Linked DNA regions of Sus scrofa: region 2 is linked to region 1. Evidence: chromatin contacts called from public Hi-C data. All regions are on one chromosome and are shown on one strand. The core of a region is the stretch at or near the end of the contact, and the rest is flanking DNA. Distances in the headings are between cores, read along the strand shown. Region 1 overlaps PM20D2 (peptidase M20 domain-containing protein 2). Region 2 overlaps GABRR2 (gamma-aminobutyric acid receptor subunit rho-2).

What was found. Hi-C and Micro-C count contacts between places; a contact is called where the count stands out from the background.
Region 2: a contact with region 1 is called in a Hi-C map of skeletal muscle, with 5 times the contacts expected there. The contact joins two enhancer-like sites. A contact is called at or near these places in 14 of 47 Hi-C or Micro-C datasets (alveolar macrophages, blood, embryonic fibroblasts and 10 more).

The regions. Positions count from the first base shown.
Region 1 is chr1:57,212,256-57,215,337 of Sscrofa11.1, forward strand. PM20D2 (peptidase M20 domain-containing protein 2) reads left to right here. Exons shown (of 7, transcript XM_013992683.2): 5 at 124-259; 6 at 1,555-1,662; 7 at 1,897-3,082. The coding sequence ends at 2,051. Among named protein-coding and RNA genes, the nearest start is that of PM20D2, 26 kb to the left of the region's middle. Within about 2 kb of position 1,411, at least 1 of the 83 cell types and tissues checked has an H3K27ac peak or open chromatin away from gene starts, as enhancers often do. A contact at or near this core is called in skeletal muscle, where this site is marked.
Region 2 is chr1:57,303,063-57,306,144 of Sscrofa11.1, forward strand. All of the region lies in intron 2 of GABRR2 (gamma-aminobutyric acid receptor subunit rho-2), which reads right to left. Among named protein-coding and RNA genes, the nearest start is that of GABRR1, 19 kb to the left of the region's middle. Within about 2 kb of position 1,524, at least 1 of the 83 cell types and tissues checked has an H3K27ac peak or open chromatin away from gene starts, as enhancers often do. A contact at or near this core is called in skeletal muscle, where this site is marked.

The DNA of each region.
Region 1 (3,082 bases), core at 161-2,660:
GATTTCCTAAAGGGAAGGTGCCCCCACTTAAACCTCTTTCTGTTAGAGAACTATTGCTGGTTTGAGAACTAGGTAGTGAATTTGAGTTTCTTAATTCAAAATTTCTTTATTATTTTTTATTAGGTAGAAATTAAAGCTGGAGCACATGATTATTATAACGTTCTTCCCAATAAGAGCCTGTGGAAGGCTTATGTTGAAAACGGAAAAAAGCTGGGCATAGACTTCATTTCAGAAGATGCAGTGTTCAATGGCCCTTCAGGTAATTAAGTCCTTTCAACCATATTGTGCTATTTGAAGAAGGCACAGTGGTTTTGTTTAACAGTTTGGAGGTTGGGGAGGTATTGCTCAATTTTTGTTGTTGTTGTTGTTGTCTTTTTTCCTTAGGGCCACACCCACGGCGTATGGGGGTTCCCAGTCTAGGGGTCAAATTGGAGCTGTAGCCACTGGCCTACAGCATAGCCACAGCAACGCCAGATCTGTGTCTGCGACTTAACACCACAGCTCACAGCAACACTGATCCTTAACCCACTGAGTGAGGCCAGGGATCAAACCTGTGTCCTCATGGATGCTAGCTGGATTCGTTTCCACTGAGCCATGACAGGAACTCCCTTGCTCATTTTTTTAAATGACGTATTTTCACAAATTTAATTAGAGGAAAGAAACTAAGGAACTCTTCAGTGAATGTAGAATGTCAAATGAGCAGATTTGTTTTTAGCAATAGCCAGTGTACTCTGCTTTATGTTCCAGCTATTTCTAGTGTTTAAATTTCCTTAGTTCTACTTTTTAAGAAAGCAGTTTAGAGGGGAAATAGAATTTTAATGCACTCTCAGTCATCAGTAAACAGGTTACTAAGGACTTTATTATATGGGGGCAGAAACTCCTCAGTTTCTGAGGAGAACAACTATTAGAATTTAAATAATCATAAGCATATCAGATTATTTTGGGTTTTTTCCCTTTTAAGAGCATTATTACTAATATGGTTGTATGTTAGACATGTGCCTCTTAAAATATAATAGATGTTGGTGAAGTCCATTCAGAAGGACCTGGAGATAAAACTGGGTATTGATGTCATTCAGGGAGATAAGAATGTTCAAGAGAGAGCAGGCTGGAGTATGGTGGGTTGGTATAAATTATTAGCTTGTTAAATTTGAGGTGCTCACAGAACTTCTAAGGAAAGCTCTCCAGTAGCCTGTTGAATCTGGAACCCCTAAAAGTTGTCTAGGTGGAGACTGAGGGGTTGTCAGTACACAAGAGCTAATTGAAAACACAGGTTTCAGTGTTGATGTGGTTGCCGGAGGACACAGAGGGAGAAGTAGCCCGAGGCGAAACCCTAGGGATCTCCTGCACTTAGGAGACAGGCCAAGGGAGTGACTAGAGAAGGAGGCAGAGGAAGCCAGACAGTCAGGAAAGAGTGAAGTCATGGGAGCCAAAAGGGTAGAGAATTTCTAGAAGGGAAGGAGTGGTAAATCATGACAGGCACTGTGGAGATTAAGTGTCCTCTAGTGTCCACTGGACTAGCAACTAGAAATTCATGGTTTGTCTTACCTTTCCAAGGATCTACCGACTTTGGAAATGTTACTTTTGTGGTTCCTGGGATTCATCCATATTTTTACATTGGATCTCAAGCCTTGAATCATACAGAACAATATACTGAAGCTGCAGGTAAGTGTTATTAGAAGCGAATGTTTGGCACATGCTCTCTCTTTGTAGCCATAGCTGCCTTTCTAACTATTTATTTTAGCCTATTATTATTTCCTTACCTAACATGACCTCGGTAAATCTATGTTATGGTGGGCAGTAGGAGAGGTGATTTAGATATTGAAAGCTGACCTAAAAACTGACACATCAATTGTAATACATATGAAGTTATCTTTATTCATTTTCTCTATCTTTTAGGGTCACAAGAAGCTCAGTTCTACACCTTGCGAACGGCCAAAGCGCTGGCAATGACTGCATTGGATGTTATTTTTAAGCCAGAGTTGCTAGAAAAAATCAGAGAGGACTTTAAATTGAAACTTCGAGAAGAAGAGTTTTTAAATACAGTAGAATAAAAGGAAAGTTTAGGAGCCACTTATGGATCATTAAGAAGTGTGATTTTTTCCTTAATCTTTTTTAATAGGGAGGAGGATGTGGCTTGTTTTTCAGTCTTAAAGGAGTCATGTTTCTCTTACCTGAAAAGTGAGGGTGTGATGTGGAGAAAACATGTCACCTCATACTTAGAATCAAAATTTCACAAATCTGTATCTGATGGAATTATAGTTTTTCAGAGCTGGTATGTGATAGCATTTTGTAAATAACCTGGATGACACAGTTTATCAGAGATTATATTTTCTAAATCCATATGTTGTATGAATATACTTTAAAAGATCCAAGAAATTTCAAACCTTATATTCAGAATTGACACCTGAATGATTTTTTTGGTAGAGGGTGGTAAACTTGTGCTCTAAAGTTGTTCTAAAATTCAAGCACTAAATTTAGGGAAAGTTCATTTGGACTCTCTGACTATACCTGCTTAGATTTAGAAAATTTCTTCATTGGTAATAAAGGTAGTGCTTTTAATCAGGAATGCTATGCAGAAACCATGAGAAACTCAGGTACAAAGAATAAACTTTGGTTTTTACCATTTGAAGGAAAATGAAAAAAATTTTATTCTCAAATTTACTCTAAGAAGTGGCATTAAAGTGCTCTTCCTCATTCCATATTTCTGTAATAGGAAAAAAGATGGATAGCGTTAGACCCTTCCCATAAGCTGTTTGCTTGGTGACCCCATATGTCTAGAGGAATTTACTGAGAGAGGAGCAGTGCCTCCTTACTTTGACTGTTAATGCCTGAAACTGGTCCCTTCTACCTAGCACCTCTATTCAGGCTTCCCCTCAGAACCAGACCATTCTGTCCAGCCTGACTGGACAGTATAGTTTACTGAGTTTAGGCGACAGAATTCTAAGCATGCTAGCACAAGCCAAACTAAAAAGCATTTTAAGTTTTTTCTGGTGTGATTTTCTTGAACATAATAAAAGAATGTGAAAAAAGTATCCAGTGTAACAAATATTTTAAGCTGTGAATAAGTGAAGGTCCAGTGTAC
Region 2 (3,082 bases), core at 274-2,773, 91 kb after region 1:
CCAACTGGACCCCTAGCCTGGGAACCTCCATATGCCGCAGGTGCGGCCCTATAAAGAAAAAAAAAAAAAAAAAAAAAAAAAGAATCCAACTGCAGCAGCTTGAGTCACACAGAGGCACAAGTTTGACCCCTGGCCAGGTGGCCCGGCACAGTGGTTAAAGGATCTGGTGTTGCTGCAGCTGTGGCATAGGTTTCAATCCCTGGCCCAGGAACTTCCATATAGCCATTAAAAAAAAAAAAAAAAATGTCCCTGAGGGAGTCAGGTGTTATCTGGGTAGGATCTTATGAGAGGAAGGAATTCTGAAGGCCAGCTCCCTGAACCTTAGTCCTCTGGGTGCTGGCCAGGGGGTGCAGGACCAGCACATGCTGACCCACAGTAGTCAGCTGGGCGAAGCTTGGGGTGGCAGGGGGAGTCTGGGTCTCAGGAATGAGGACTGGGAGGGAACTTTGGCCAAGGGCAGGGAAGGAGGATCAGAGATCCGAACATGATGAAGGAGCTAGAAGCTTCAACCCTCACATCCTGCCCCAAGGAGAGGGCAGGGGGTCCTCATGGAGGCGGACCAGGGACTGGATGGGCTCACTAACTCTCCCCCAACCTCCCCCTGTAGGTTCGCTCATGCTTGCAATCCCACCATGGAATATTTGGGGGTTTTGACTGAACCCAATAGAATGGGTGCATCTTCTTTATTACTCATGGGATTTAGTGGCTATTTTCTGTGTTCCTAAACATGAAAGCGAATGAGCACAATGCTTTATTTTTACTTTTCCCCCGCTCAGGTAAATTGGGTTGTAAGCTGATCTTTATATTTTCCTGTGCCCTCAGGTCAGGGCTTGGAAGAGATCCCTGCTCTCACAGCTGGGGACTCCCCTCACTCCAGGCTCCAGGAAGGCACTGAAATGGCCAGAACCTCTGGTTCTTTGTTAGCTTGAGACAGTAAATCAGCTCAAGGTTGGAGCTCTTCAACTGGCCTCTTAACCCTCATCACCTTTCCCCCTCATTCCCTTTCTCTCAAATGCCACAGGGCCTGCAACATCCCGTCATCCCAAGAGCCAAAGAGCAGAAACAAAATAAATCACCCTTTTTTTTTTTTTTTTTTTTGTCTTTTTACCATTTTTTGGGCCGCTCCTGCGGCATATGGAGGTTCCCAGGCTAGGGGTTGAATCAGAGCTGTAGCCGCCGGCCTACACCACAGCCACAACAACGCCAGATCTGAGCCTTGTCTGTGACCTATACCACAGCTCACGGCAACGCTGGATCCTTAACCCACTGAGCAAGGCCAGGGATCGAACCCGCCACCTCAGGGTTCCTAGTCAGATTCGCTAACCACTGAGCCACGACGGGAACTCCTAAATCACCCTCTTTAGACCAACTTCCCTGTGGTCTAGTTTTCAGATACTGGGCACAGTGTTTGACAGGCAGCTGGTTTGGGCAAAGGACATTTTCTAGATAAAATATATCAGCTTGCTTGGTGCCTGTTACTGTGCTTCTCTGTCCCCAGGGCTTGCCTCGCTCTCCACAGCTCCAGCTGCCCTTTGGAGAGAAATTTGATGCCTGTGAGGGTGGCAGCAGGGCTCTGAAGGTTCTGCCTACGTGAGGGTGAGGTCAAGTTCCAGGGATCTTGGGTTGTTGGAAACGACCTGTGTGTTGAGGATTCCCCAGAGCTGCATTCAGGGGCTCGCATCGCAAGCGTCAACAGGACCATCAGCTCTATCCTCCTTGGTCCAAGTGCAATGGAGGTGACCTTTGCCTTTGACAGCTAATGCTCCCAGGCTCTCCTGAACTCTCCATTCTGTGGCCCTTCCCCATTTAAATTTTGAGAAATTCTTCCAACTCCCTGGTCTTTCTCCTTCTTTCATGAACAATTTTACATTTTGAGTAGGACTGAGTCCTTTGAGATGTTAGGAAGAAAATAGTCTAGTTAAGCTAACTAGGCATTCATGTCTTGGCCGCTGAACACTGATGTGGGTTTTTCTGCTTTCAGAGAGGGATCTGAGTTCCCTGGTGGCTCCTTGGGTTAAGGACCTAGTGTTGTCACTGCCAGGGCTCAGGTTGCTGCTGTGGTGAAGGTTTGATTCCTGGGCCGGGAACTTCTGCATACCATGGGCATGGCCAAAAATTTTAAAAAAATTAAAAATAAAAAAATAAAATATAGAGAGGGATCTGGTCAACCAAATAAAAGGCATTGGTGGATTTTCAGCAGTATAGGCAGTGAGGCAGAAAAATTCAAGGCAGCATAAAGGAATTATATGTTTAGCCAAGGGCTTTTCTTGGTTCCCATCTTTCAGCCATTATTTCTCTTCAGCGGTCCTGGAAAGCACGCATTAGAGATGTATCCATTTTTGAAATAAAGATATATGCCATTTCTTCCATACTGACTCTTCAGAATAAATGTGAGATATAATTTTAAGACAAACTAAAACAAAGAGAATTTGCCAACAGGCATCCTGCCTGAAATGAAGGTGTTTTTGAAGCAGAAGGAGGGTGATCCCGAAAGAAAGCTGGAGAAACAAGGATGAATAAAGACCAGCAAAAATGGTAAATATATGCATGATTCTAAGGGAGCACTGACTATATAAAACAATATTAGCAATGTGTTGTAGTTTGGAAAAAATAAACATATGCAACAAATATATTTAAGAAGGGAATATGAGAAAAAGAATGTATAATATATATGTATGTATGACTGGATCACTTTGCTGTACAGCAGAAATTGGCAGAATGTTGTAAATCAACTATAATTTAATTTAAAAAAAAAAAGAAGAAGGGGGGAGTTCCCATTGTGGCTCAGTGGTTAATGAACCCGACTAGGAACCATGAGGTTGCAGGTTTGATCCCTGGCCTCCCTCAGTGGGTTAAGGATCCAGGGTTGCCATGAGCTGTGGTGTAGGTTGCAGATGTGGCTTGGATCCGGTGTTGCCGTGGCTCAGGAGTAGGCCGGTGGCTACAGCTCTGATTAGACCCCTAACTTGGGAATCTCCATATGCCAAGGGAGTGGCCCTAGAAAAGACAAAAAGGCCAAAAAATAAAAAATAAAAAATAAAAATAAAAAAAGAAGGGGGAGGCAGGCCACTTTGCTGTGCAG